Regions from separate parts of the Anser cygnoides genome. Here region 2 is linked to region 1. A link is a contact called in public Hi-C data. All regions are on one chromosome and are shown on one strand. The core of a region is the stretch at or near the end of the contact, and the rest is flanking DNA. Distances in the headings are between cores, read along the strand shown. Region 1 holds the start of SMARCC1 (SWI/SNF related, matrix associated, actin dependent regulator of chromatin subfamily c member 1). Region 2 overlaps SCAP (SREBF chaperone).

Evidence for each region. Hi-C and Micro-C count contacts between places; a contact is called where the count stands out from the background.
Region 2: a contact with region 1 is called in a Hi-C map of liver, with 3 times the contacts expected there. The contact joins the enhancer-like site here to the promoter of SMARCC1 in region 1. A contact is called at or near these places in 2 of 7 Hi-C or Micro-C datasets (granulosa cells and liver).

The regions. Positions count from the first base shown.
Region 1 is chr2:1,108,835-1,115,396 of Taihu_goose_T2T_genome, reverse strand. It overlaps SMARCC1 (SWI/SNF related, matrix associated, actin dependent regulator of chromatin subfamily c member 1), which reads right to left and starts at 3,389. Exons shown (of 29, transcript XM_066991054.1): 1 at 3,084-3,389. The coding sequence starts at 3,374. LOC106046820 (a long non-coding RNA gene) reads right to left here. Exons shown (of 10, transcript XR_010828930.1): 10 at 6,436-6,562.
Region 2 is chr2:1,274,234-1,280,795 of Taihu_goose_T2T_genome, reverse strand. It overlaps SCAP (SREBF chaperone), which reads right to left. Exons shown (of 24, transcript XM_066991038.1): 11 at 5,714-5,808; 12 at 1,505-1,603; 13 at 834-1,052; 14 at 1-134. Among named protein-coding and RNA genes, the nearest start is that of PTPN23, 27 kb to the left of the region's middle. Within about 2 kb of position 2,890, at least 1 of the 3 cell types and tissues checked has open chromatin away from gene starts, as enhancers often do. A contact at or near this core is called in liver, where this site is marked.

The DNA.
Region 1 (6,562 bases), core at 2,140-4,639:
TGCTCCTAGACAAATAACTTCGGTGTAAGAGGATTTTGGTAAAGGCTGATCTGTACCGCACACTTCCCTTACAACTACGAACACAAAAACCATGACGCATCATTAAACTCCGCCGGCATCAAACAGGAACCACACACGCTCGGAAGCCTTTTAGTATAACTCAAGTCATCCAAGAACCACTGCATCCACTACCAGCAGAAGAAATCACTTCTCTTCCCCAGCAAGATCTGCCATTACAGCTGCATGGGACGAGCCCTTGCCGCAGACCCAAGGGACAGATTTGTGTATCCAGTTTTGATGTGGCTACTAACCTTAAATAACCCCATTACGGCTCTACGGTGTAGCCCTGACACAAAATCCTTTCCTTCCCCCTAACAAAGAACGTTTCAGCTCAAATAGCTAGGTAACGGGGAAAGGAAAACCAGCATTAAAATACTTTGATTTAGCTTACAGCCCTTGTTCCTTTTTTTTTTTTAAAAAGGTGAGCGCACAAAAGAGCTCCGAACACGGAGAAAAACCTCCCTCAGATTAAACCACAGCCAGTCTGCCAAGAAACACTCGATAGCGTCAGCACCCCGGGTTCAGCTCGCGGCAAAGCAGTGGGTGGGTGGTCCCTGGCCAGGCACCCAGCACCCAGACCCCTGCCCCTTCCCAGCACCAAACACCTGAAGTAGTAAAAGAGGGTCCCAAATATTCGGCAGAACACCCGGGCTCCCAAGCCGTACCTTGCACACCACACGTGTTAGTGCCCCTACGGACAGCCTGCCCTCCATCTTCTCCTCCAACTCCTTTCCAAGGCAACGCTCCCCTTGCTCTTTAAAAAAGGGAACAAAACACCCCAAACCCCGTGTTTTTGCAGCCTCCTGTCTCAGTGGCACGACTTCTGGAGCCACGAAGCAGCCACATCTCCCAAAGTGTCAAGCCGGACATGACTAACGCGCTGGGAATTGTCCTCAGGGACTGCAACTGAAAGGCCAAGGCTATTCTCCATATCCTTCGTAACACATGCAAAGTTAGGAAAAAAAAAAAAAAGAGAAAGTGTTTTAAATACTTCATGACAAGGCATTTCACATAAGCCATCTGTTGCTCAATGTCAAAGGAATTACTGAACACGTAACACCAGAGATCACTGAGCACTTACACAACAGCAAGTGCATCGCCCAGTTTTCCTTTGCTTTTAGAGTGCAAATTCCTGCTTCTAAGGGACACCTTGACGTCCCCAGTGCTAGCCTACCCAAACGCTACGGAACAGGACTCTCAGCTCCTCTGAAACAGGACTCTCAGCTCCTCCAGGACTTAGAACCACGGCATAATTCAGACACGAGCCCCAAACACCCCCCCAGGGCCCGGGATGAAGCGAGGTCCTGCAGCTGCCAGCCAGGGGAAACAGCACAAGGCGGCTTTCACGCCTCACACACGCAGCCGGGACGGGGCTGAAGGCTGCAACAAACAGTATCGTTTTCTGCCGTCACCAACAGCGTGCCCCAACGTCCCTGCCCCCTGTACCAGCACCCTTTACTAACAGCCGAGTCCCCCCTGCCCAGCAGGAGCCCCCGGTGCCTGTTTGTCCATCGCTGGCTTCCTAACTGCCAACACTCTGGCTGTGAAAAGGGCGAGGGGAGCTTCGTGCTGGGAAAGCAGGACGTCCTTCTGCAGCAACGCAGGGCCACGGAACACACGCCACTACCGCACTGAATTCATCCCCAGCCACGCTGCCTACACAGCCCATTCCTCCTGGTTAACAAGGGCTGGTTTTCCACTACCCAGCCCAAGCTGCCCATACTATTTGAACCTCTTATTTTTCGAGCTGTGCTCTAGAGACACGGAGAACTCTCGGGGATCTGAAGACCCGGCAACGAGCAGATTCACAAAGGCAGTCCTCTCTCCCCTCGCCGGCCGACTCCTGGACCTGGGCGGTGCTCGCTGCGGTTCGCTGGGTGCTCTCCAACACGGCCACGGCTTCCTCAGCGCCCCCGGGGCTGGACACAGCGGGCAGGCAGCGCCGAGCTGTACGGGTCCTGCTGCGGGCACGGGCTGGACAAGGTCAGCTCTAATCGCTGCGTGCTCTCCTGAAAGAGGCCGTGCGCGCACAGCAAAGCTGCCACCTGGGCTACAGGGAACGAGATTAAGGGCGAAGCATCCACCGCACAAAGCAGCGCGACCCAGCTCCGGGCAGAGCTTCCACCGGGAGCCTTACGGACACTTCTCTAAGCCCCAGCAGCGCCCACAACAACAATCCGTTTCTTTGTTTCCCGAACCAAGAATCACTTCTTGATTTTTAAAGGATTTTCCGCAGCGATATTTTGGAATTCATTTGCCCGGCGCGGGCCGCTTCTTCGCCCAGTTTTAATTACCTCGCAGAGCCCAGGAAACAACCAGAGGTATCTAATCTTTACAGCCGGTAGCGCCGATAAGTGCAAACCAATTATGAGAGACGAGCGCTGCTTTGGAGCGTGGCGCGGAGGCTCCCACTCGCGCGGCGCAGATAAGGGGCTGCGCGGTGCTGAGAACCGTCCTGCCGGGGCTCTGCTGGCGGAGCAGCCCCGGGAGCAGCTCCTGCCAGCCCCGGTGCCTCCAGGGAGCCGGTGCTGCCGGACACCGGTACCGGCCCGGGGTTACTTTACACACCTGAGGTCCCTCGGGGTCACGGGGGTCTTCCAGCTCGGGCACGCGGTGCTCCTCGGGGGCCGGTAACGGCAGGGAGCGGGGCCTCAAGGGAGCCCCGGTGATTTTTGCATTACGGTTTCTTTACCGACAGACACGGCCCGAGCCGCTTCCCCAGCCGGTTCCGGGGCTCACGGCAGCGCAGGGCCCGGCACTGCTCGGCCCGGAGCCGCTGTGCTCGTGTAGGAACGGCCGGGACCGGGACCAGGACCGGGACCGGCCCGGAGCTGCCCCCGTGCCCCGGAGCAGCCCCCGTGCCCCGGAGCTGCCCCCCCCGGCCCAGCCCCCCCCCAGCAGCCGCCGCCCCGCGCTGCCCCCGCCGCCTTTGTTCGGGCCGGCGGGCGGCCAGCGCTGCCCAACCCCTAGGCCAACCCCCCCCCCCCGGCCCCGGTTCCCCACCCCCGGTCCCGGCCCCGCACCTTCTTGTAGTGCTTCCCGAGCCAGACGCGCACCGAGTCGAGCTGGGACACGGTGTCGGGGCTCTCCCAGAACTTGCCCGTCGGGCCGCCGTCCTTCCGCCGAGCCACCGACAGCGCCGCCAGCCCCGGGCCGCCCGCGGCCGCCGCGGCCGCCGCCGCCGCCACGGCCACCGCGGCCGCCCCGGGCCCCGCACCGCCGCCGCCGCCCGCCGCCACCGCCGCCGCCATTGTTGGCCTCGCCGAGCGCCGCCGCCGCGGCCCTGCGCCTCCCCCCCGCCCCGCGCCGCGCATGCGTCGAGCGCCCCGCCCCGCCCCCGCGGCGGGGGACCGGGAAACCCCGCCCCTCACCCCCCCGTCCCCCTCACACACACACGCAGACCGGCCCCGCGCTCGCCGCCGCCATCTTGGCGCCTGCGCTGCGCCTCCCGCCCGGCTCCGCCTCGGGAGCCCCGGGGCTGAGGGGGGCTCTGAGGGGCTCGGTGTCCCCTCGCGGCCCGGCCCGTGGTGGCTCTTGGACGCTGCCGGTTTGTTAACCTCGGCTGAAAGCGGTCCCTGTAGAGCCAGCGCTGCTCTGCCGCCCCCCCCCCCTTTGTTTCTGGTATCGCCTTGTGGCGGCGGGCTGCCTCACACGGAGCGAAGCGTTCAGTCTCTGCTAGGCTCCCGGTGGTTTTTTATTTGTGTGGAGAGCTGTGCGCCCTCTTGGATCTGCTCCTCCTGCTTAAGGACAGGGGACTGTGCCCATCAGACCCACACGCTTCCTCACAGCTGTCCCTTGGGAGCCGTAATTGCAGTAATTACAGAAGTTAGGTTCTTTTTTCTCCTTCCCTGTTTCTAAACAGCTGTGTCCTTGCTATACGACAGGTACTCCTCGTGTTCCTGTGGGGAAACAAAAAGCATTTACCTCACACAGCTTCAGCCCAGGCTGTTTGTTCTCTGATCGGCTACCACAGGATGTGGTAGAGCCCCATCGTCCTCAGGCAGCAAGGCTGGGTGCACTGCTCCTTCAGTGAGTAGGGCTTACAGAGGAGAGAACGTCATCTAACAGCATCTAATAAACAGTGTTTTGGGGAGAAAAAATAATAATAAAAAAGTGGAAGATAGGGAAATTGAGAAACACAACTAGAGAGTAAATAAGGGGCAAATGTAACTACCCTATAGTGAGTTTTGATCCTGACAGTCTTTAATAAATTCCCAAGTGAATCCTAAGCAGAAGTTGTCGTGCTTTCATCAGATCACAGAGCATCGCTTGGGAACACGCAGAGTTGGTTGCAGAGTCTTCCTCTTCAGGGAGAACTAGGGCTGGTCACCCACCAGGGATGGGTCAGTCATCAGCTGGGATCACGGTCCTGGGCTTCCTTCCACAGCACAAAGGATTTCAGCCAGAGGCAGGGACATGGGTAAAGAGCCAAATCACAAGAAAACGTAGTGCTCATTGTGGCTTCAAAAAAAAATAAAAACCAAATGGACTAAAATGCAGTGAACCAATCTGCACCAAGTCTTCACTGCTGGGTACGTTCAGATTTATCGTATCTTTCCGTAATCACATCTAGTACTATGTAGTAAGTCATTATGAGGCAATTTTCTCCAATTTTCCTCTTTTGAAAACACTTTAGCTAGTAATGTTTTATTTGTGAATCCCGTCATTCAAAATAAAAAACTCAACAAGTGACAGGCAGAAAATAATCTGTATGTAATTATGCAATATGTCAAATTCTAGTAAAGAAAATTGAGTATATTTCCATGCTTTAGTTTTCATTCAATTACAGAAAAATATGAATGACAAAGCTGGGGGCTCCTCCAATTTTCACATTTTTCAAACCAACCTAAAGAGCACAGTCCTTGGTTCACACAAACACTAACAGAAACCCGCACACAGCTGTGGTGGTTCCCCATTTAACCCTAGAGCTTTTTCCTTTTTCTTTTTTCTTTTCTTCCTGAACTCCCCGTACTTCTGCTCCATCTGTACGCATCTTGGTACAAACTAAGCCACCTACCCCTACCTGCCAGGCTGCGGTTAGCTGTCTGCAGGCCGTGTGAAGGTTTGCAGTGCACCGTTACAACGGGGAACCAGACCCCTCTGGCAGCGGGCAGCCTTTGAGCTACCTGAACTCTTAAACACAGAGTATCGGTGAGTCAAGCAATTTATTTTACAGAACGTGTCTAGACAACGCTTGGGCATTTTACTGCCACTTTATCAAATATAGACTGGAAACAGCTCTGCATCAAAATCATCCCGATATAAAAACTTTCCTGGGCTTACCTCAGTTTTCTAGAGCTCCTCCCACCCCTGAACACTCCAACCCAGAAATAAAATACTTGCAAGGAAGGACACTTATGGAGAATAAAAACAACCAAACATCCAGAAATCTGAGCTTCACAGAACATTTTGAAAGGCAAAGTGCCCTTCCCACACATCCTGTCATGGGTTACCATCCCTTGGAGGTCTAGCACCGTAGCTCCCTCAGGTGCCTAAGCCTATCCTGATCTGGGAATCTTCTCATCCGCTGCTGAAAAAAGCTCTCACGCACAGCAGTGCCACGCAGTGCTTGTGCTCCACCACACCAGCCCAGCAGGCAGCCTTTTGACGCCGCAGCATGCACAGCAACACTTCACACACACACCAGAATCCAGAAGTGGAAAGGTGCGAGGCTCCCAGGCTGTATGTTCTGTGGAGTGAAAAGGAGAGAAAGGAGAAGTTGCTGGAATTAAGAGCCCAGAATCACATGCTCAAAGAATACTGCAATATTCACCTCGTCCCAGACCCCGACAGCTGCTGGAAGTCCAGCAGATTCAATTTAGAACACCAGCTGTTCCCCAGGGTGCCAAAACAAACCCAAATTTTAAGATCAGTGAACACTTTGGAGTTCACGACGTTTCCAGGATCGCCAGTTCAGCTATCCATTGGTATCAAGACCACTGCCTTGCCACCTCCACTTAGGTTCCTTATTTTTCACAGGCTCATCTGAAAAGGCTTCCAAAGCAAATGCTGCGCACTTGAGCCCAAACACACGACAGATCTGGTATGAAGCATAAGACAGTACTTGTAAGACTATTCGTAAGGATGAAATGGAAGTTCAATTCTTCTGGTAGCTTCAGAAATTAACCTACAGCAAAGTTTACTGTTTTTGGCAGAAGGTAGTTATCTCATGCTGTGGGCAGCTGTCTGAAAATATTCATTGTCACATAGGTAACTCAGTCCCACACACCAGGAGTGATCTCAAACTCCAGGTCAATATTATTTTAGAATGACAACAAAGAAGAAAGTTTATCCCACTCTGAATCCTTTAGCCAGCCCAAGTCTCGGCAGTCAGAGAAGCTGAAGTATCCTTTAAGCAGTACATAGCTCGAACAGCTTTCATGAAATTCACTTTATGTACCAGTGAAATTCTTTTAGAAGAGTACATGCAAGCTAAGGCCAGCTGACATTAATACTAAAATAACTCGGTGAATAGTTACCAGCCTCTACAGGCTTCCATTTC
Region 2 (6,562 bases), core at 1,641-4,140, 170 kb before region 1:
CCTCCAGGAACAGGCATGGGAGGCAGACCCGCTTCACCCAAGGGGCTCTGTTCGGTGACCTGCGAGGTGAGGTAGGTGCGGAGACCAGCAGGGTCCGTATAGACCAGGATTCCGATCCAGATCACTGTCCCGGCCTACACGAGGAGACAAACCCATTTAGTGCTCGGCCTTTTGCTCGCTGCCCCCACCCCCTCGCCGGCTGGCTGAGCTGATCAGCAGCACCCCAGCGAGGGGAGCACCCTGCCCTCGGCTAGGGTCCTGCTCCAGGCAGATCCTTATCCTTCACGGTGACCGGGAGAGGCTGCACGGCGCGCCCAAAACCTGAGCACCACTTTGTGAGCTCCCCGACCCAGCCTGATGGTGGTGACTGCACTACCATCTACGGGGGACAAGCAGGGGCAGGAACTGGTGTCACTATTACAGTTACACTTGCAAAAGGGAAAGAATTAGTCTCTCATGCAGAGAAATATCTCCGTGCATTCCTTCCATATTGCCTGCAGGGACAAATATGACTTCTGCTCTGTAAATACCTTCTCTTTCCACTCGTACAGTCCTTGAAAATCTGCTTATACAGAGGTATCTGAGAGCAAATAGCAGAAAATTGCCTGCTACCTCCTAAACATCAAGCAGACAGCAAAGCCCTGCAGCTAATGTATGCAGAGGGATGTTCTGAGGGAAGTACTTCTTGTATTATTTACCGTGGGGGGGTGTAAGCCTCGCAGGGGAACAAGGATGTGTGAAAATGTCAAGCTTTTTTTTGATTTTTTTTTCCCCTGGAAGCCTGTTTGGGTTGGGCCAGCGGGACCCGAGAGAGCAAACACCACGGCGCCTACCATGATGAGCCTCTGGGCCAGCCGCGTCCTGGCGAAGAAGTAGATGACCCGCAGCCTCTTGGGGAGGCGCAGGTTCCTGAAGGACGAGGGCTGCAGGGTGATGGTGTGGGGGGTGGCGGGCCGCAGGGCTGGCTGCCGCTCGTAGCGCTGGGAGCGGCTGACGGCCTTGGCGGGGGGCAGGCAGGCTTCTGCCGGCAGCCGCTTGTTCAGGTCCGCAAGCTGCCGGGAGAGAAGCAGGCGTCAGAGAATCAGAGGAAGACGAGGTTGGAAAGGCCCTACAGGATCATCTGGTCCTCCGTTATCTGCTCTCATCTGCTCTTTTATGCGTGCTAAGTCTCAGCTCCCACCTTCGCATCTGAGCCAGAAGGGCCCAGCTTCCCTCTGGTGTCCCCTTCTGCACCCAGCTGTGTTTGTGACCCCGTCTCCTTCCAACCACGTCTGTGACCACGTCCCCTTCCAGCCCACTGACCCACAACCTCCGCGTTTCTGTACCTGAGGGTCCCCCATCCCTGCATGTGTGTAACCAACAAGTCCCATCCCAGAGCATTTTTACAGCTCGCTCCTTTTTTTTTCAGAGGGTGGAAATCCCAGGGCGTGCTTCCCTCAGTCCCTCCATGCTCGCAGAGCAGGGCGAGCCAAGGCACGAGGCCGCGTCCCCAGCCCGTCCTTACCTCCATGCGGCGAATGTCAATGGAGAGCACGGTCGTGAAGAAGAACATCTGCAGGAAGAAGTCGGACACCAGGCCGACCACAGCGAAGAGGCAGAACTCCTGCAGGCAGCACACACACACACACAGATTAGCTACGGCAGCTCAGGGACAGGGGTGAATATCTCCAGTCCAGGAAAAGGGCAGCTCAGCACCCTCCTGCCCGGAGTGAGCGTATTTCACTGACTGGTCCTGTTATCAGGGCTTTGGAATAGTTGAAAGCTTGGTGTTAAAACAGTCCGCGTGAGAACTCAAGAGCACGTTTATTCATATTCACACTTTTTGTTCTTCTTAGCCACAAAACATCAAAGCACCCCAGGAAAAAACAGCAGAGGGTGCTGTCCCTGTTCCCAAAGCCGTGGCGGGGCTGCCACCAGAGCTCTCAGCCCCCTGCCTGCGTGTGCAAATCGCACGCCCAAAGAGCCCCCAGCAGTGCCGGTTTCCTTCCCTTCACCAATAAACCTCCCCCGATAGGAAACTCCTCCAGGAGCAGGGGGAGCCCAGGGACTGGGCACAGCCAGTCCTCCTCCCACCGAAGACCACCGAAGCCTCTGTACCCCCCCTGTGCTCACGACTAGTAGCTGCAGCCGTCCCCCAGGGCTCCAGCTAAACCACGGCTGTTTAAATCACACCCTTGGCTAGTGCTTATTTAGTGTTTATTTTTATATATATAGGAAATTTTCAGGCCCCTGGAAGAAAAGCTCCGTGCCCAGCCTCTGAACACCAAGCACACGAGGAGCAGCGTTGGTAAGATGGATCCCGAGCTCCCTGCCATGCTCCGCTTCCCCAGCAGGTGCCACTGCAGAAATGAGGATGACAAGAGGAGCACAACAAGTGAGCCCAGCACCAGGGACGCCCCTCGGAGGTACACATTGCTGCCAGGACCCGTCAGGGCCCAAAAAAGATGCAGTAACACGGGGAGATCGAGCAAACCGAAAGCAGGCACAGGCAGCAACCTCGGGCTAAAGGCGAGATCAAAGAGTCCGGCCCTCGCTTGCAGAACAGCCCTGGCAAATCCCCGCTGGGCCCAGCTGTGGCAACCACACTACATGCGCCCACATCCACCTCAGAGGAAGGAGAGGGGCCCTCAAGATTCATTTCTGTCCCCCTGCAGCCTATGCCTACCCCAGCTTCTCGCCTGTGACAGCAGGAGAGGCTATCCGAAACCTCGGAACGAACCTTGAAGCCTCCCCAGCCTGCCCAAACTGTTTTTTAAACACAAGCAGTCAGCTGCCTGCTATCTGAAAATCAGCACGCTATGAGATGAGATAAACCACTAGGTCAGCTGCCCGCCCCTCCCCAAACCTCCCGGCAAAACCAGCACAAGGCTCTGATTTCGGCTCAATCCCTTCCTCGGCATTTGACGGGAGGTTTGGGGAGCAAACACGACATCCCGAAACATTCTGGGGATGAAAACACAGCACGGGTTCCTCTCTAAAAGCAGAAAAACAGAGGGAAAGCAACGCCCAGCTGGATTTCACCCAGATCTCAGCAAAAGCCTCCACAAATGGCAAGCTCTGCCATAATTAATTCCGCCGATACCTCCACTTATTCCACTTAGGATGAGAGCTATCTGAAACTACTAGCCCTGGAAATCCGACATCTTCTTATACTTGGGTTCTGCACACCCTACAGCACAACCCGAACCAATTTCGGTGATTGCCTCTCGGCGGGTGAGCTCCAGAACAAGGTGGGGGCCAGGAGGTGGGGAATGCAGGACGGGCACCCAGGACACATCCCTGCAGCGTCCTGGGACCACCAGGGCCACAAGTGCAAGGAGAAGGGGGGTCTCTGCCCCCCTGTAATGAAAGGTTCCACGGTAGCTCACAATTAGAAGGCATTTACGGTGTACGCCCAATTCTCACCTGAAGCTGAACTCTATTTAAGAAGGAGAACCTCAGAAAACAGAGAATTCCCTTCTGCTAAATGAGCTGCACTGCTGTGGGGTGGCTGAGGAAGGTGCCAGGACCTCACAGCCCTTGGGCAAGTGACATCCTTCGACAACGAAACGCCTCCCTCTCCTGCTGCTCCCCGTACGGGCAGGATGGGTGCCTCTGCTCCCTCTGACAGGCTGGAGCAAGGTCCCTGCCGGATTTACGCTGCCCGTCCCTCTCTTCACGACGCCTCCGAGGCTGCAACACGAGCACAGCGTTATCTGCGCAGCGCCCTTCGCCCCCAGGGACACGCAGATAAGGGGCACGCTCCCGGCTCCAGCAGACAGCATCCCCGTGAGATTCCTGCTCTGGAGAAAGCAAGCATCCTAGGAGGGACAGGATCACACGCAGAGCAAAGAAGGGATGTCATCACAAGCCTTACAACGCTGTAAGACCCAGGAATACATTCATAAAGGCAACACGCGGGTGTGGGGAAGTGCTGCTCTTCCCACGGCTCCTCTTCCAGGAAGAGGAGCTAAAAGACCCTATGCATGAGCCCAATTTAGACCCAAAGGATGGATCATGCTGGTTTTTGACCCGAGCAATCTCTGCAATCAGCTTCAAATAAAAAAATTAGGACACGACACGTGGCCGGGTGTAGCCTGGGGAATTCTGCTCTAGCTCCTCTCTTGCTGTCCTTCTCTTGGCCACTGAGAGCCAGGCTCAGGAGCCGCTAAATTCAGCCCGCAATGCTCCAGTTCAACCTGAACGGTTAATCTTCTTAGATTATAATTCACTTTAATCTGCAGTCTGTCTCCTGGTGGCTCCCCAATGTCAAAGCGAGGACACGCACAGCCCGCGTGCGGCCGGCAGTGGCCTTCAGCTGTGCAGATGCTCCGGTGCTCCTGCCTTGCTGACTGCACCTGCTAAAATCTTTGCTAGGGATTTGCAGAGATAACAGGCTGACTCCTCCCTGAGCTCCGGCTGCAGCCTTACAGCAGTGGTGCTGAGGATTTGCCCAGGCACGAGCTCTGCCTGGCCCAGGGTCACAGAAGAGCAGATCCTGAGGCAACTCAGCAAGCACAGTCCTGCAAAGAGGTGGCACGGTAAGTGGCAGCAAAGTGACACACCAAGGCAGAAGACCTTGACACTATTTTCAGTGTTAGACCGACCCAACAGCACGACCATTCCACGAGATCATTCGCTGAGGTTTCAGTTTGTTCACCCCTGGAACAGAGACTGTGGTGTCTGCGGCTGGAAAAACCCAAAGGCTCGTACACCTGGTGAGACAGCCCCAAACACACCACCCACCCCTTCCTCAGAGGAGACATTCTGCACTAGTTATGGGTTTTCCCTCCACTGCTGAAGGGGATTAGCTAGCTCACAATTCCGTGATAGGAAGCTCACCTGCACAAGCAGAAAGGAGCACGGCGGGACTGTCAGGGAGGAACCAGCCCCTGCTCGGCTCGTCACGGGGCTGTCACAGCACAGGGACCAGCCGCATGGTCTGGGGGTGACAGCCACCAGGACGAGTCAATGAGAGGCCTCCAAATGACCGGGCAGACTGACGTGGGTCACTGCCCAGGGGGTCTGGGACACATTTCGGGATGCAGGGAAGAGCGTTTGGGATTGCATGAAACCAGCCAGAGAAACCAGAGTGGAAATAAAGGCATTTCCTTGAGTCACCTCTTCTACTACTCAGCCACAGTAAAGCCAGCTAAGCCACAGAAAACGAGGTTTGGTGGGTTAGACAGTATCATTTGTGAGATAAAGAAACAAATAAATCATGGACAAAGCTCCCAATTCCAGTTATATCAACTGGCATCGAAAAATCACATTCCTCTTCCCACATACCCTGCTTTGCACATATTCTTAGAGGATAACGCCATTACTACAGACACTTCTGCGACACTTTGCTGTAGGGACTGTGCGCAGTAAGGCTCCAGGACGATTTGCCAGATCTTCTCAGAGCTCCACGTGGCCCAGGTGGCAGCCGGCAGTTCCGATGTCCCCCCAGGACAAATCTATTTGCACGCAAGCAGCCGCCACAGGGAAATGTCAGCAGGTGCCTGGCACCGACTGAACGAAGCCAGTCAGCTCCTGCACCACTGCCTGCTCTGTGACAGCTCCCAGGAGACACGTTCCTGCCGTGGCACACGGTTCCTCCCTTCTTCCCAAGAAGCCCTGAGAGGCAGCTGGGTGCTCTTTAACAGGAGGGCTGAGAGAGCAGAGCACTGCATACTGCGTTCGTGCAGTGACTACAAGCCTCTGTGTGCTCAAACTGCCCAAGCACACTCACCTGGATGGCTGGGACGAGGGTGAAATAGCCGATCAGGATGATCCCAAGCTCTGTGGCCATGTTCTTCATAATTGACCAGCTCTCGTTGCTCAAGCCTGGGGAGAAAACATGCAGAGACAGGTAAAAGGAGACTGTTCACTAGTGAACGGGCGTGAGCAGAGCTTAAGTGACTCCTCCCTGGATTACCCTTCTTTAAAATTAGGCACCTATAGTCAACAGATAAAAATGGCACTTTTAGGCTAAAATTCATCCGACCTATCTTGGATATCTACTTCTAAGCCAAGTAATTGGCCTGTAGATTCCAATATGCTTATCAGCTGGGTTATCATCCAGCCCCAGAGCAGCAGTTGGATTATCATCCAACTACACGGGGAGCTGAAGAAGACTCAGCTCACAGAACTGCCTTGATTTAAGCAGTCTGAGGGTACTGAGCAGGACAATGCAGGGATTCAGAAGTTTAAGGAACCATTGAGTTTTCGAGTCCCGTTTTTGATCTAGGACACAAACCACGCTTATTTTCAAAAGTCAGTAGATTTTTCTGGGGATCACTCCAGAATCTCTCTTCCCTCATGTTTATAAATGTCTTTTAAGTTTGCAAACTACATTTATCTGTGGTTTGAGCATACCCAAATCCTTACGCAGCTGCAGAGCATATCTATTACTAGCACTTTTTAAAACTTGTTTTGCCAATGCTTCAGTCAAGAATCTTAGAAAGCAGCACCCACAGTTAGAGGCTTACGTTAGTCTTGGAAATAACAAAAATAGTACAGAAGACCCTAAGAATACAACTGCCGATTCACATTCAACACACCCAGTCCTCGTTTCCTCTACAGACCACAATTAGGATAA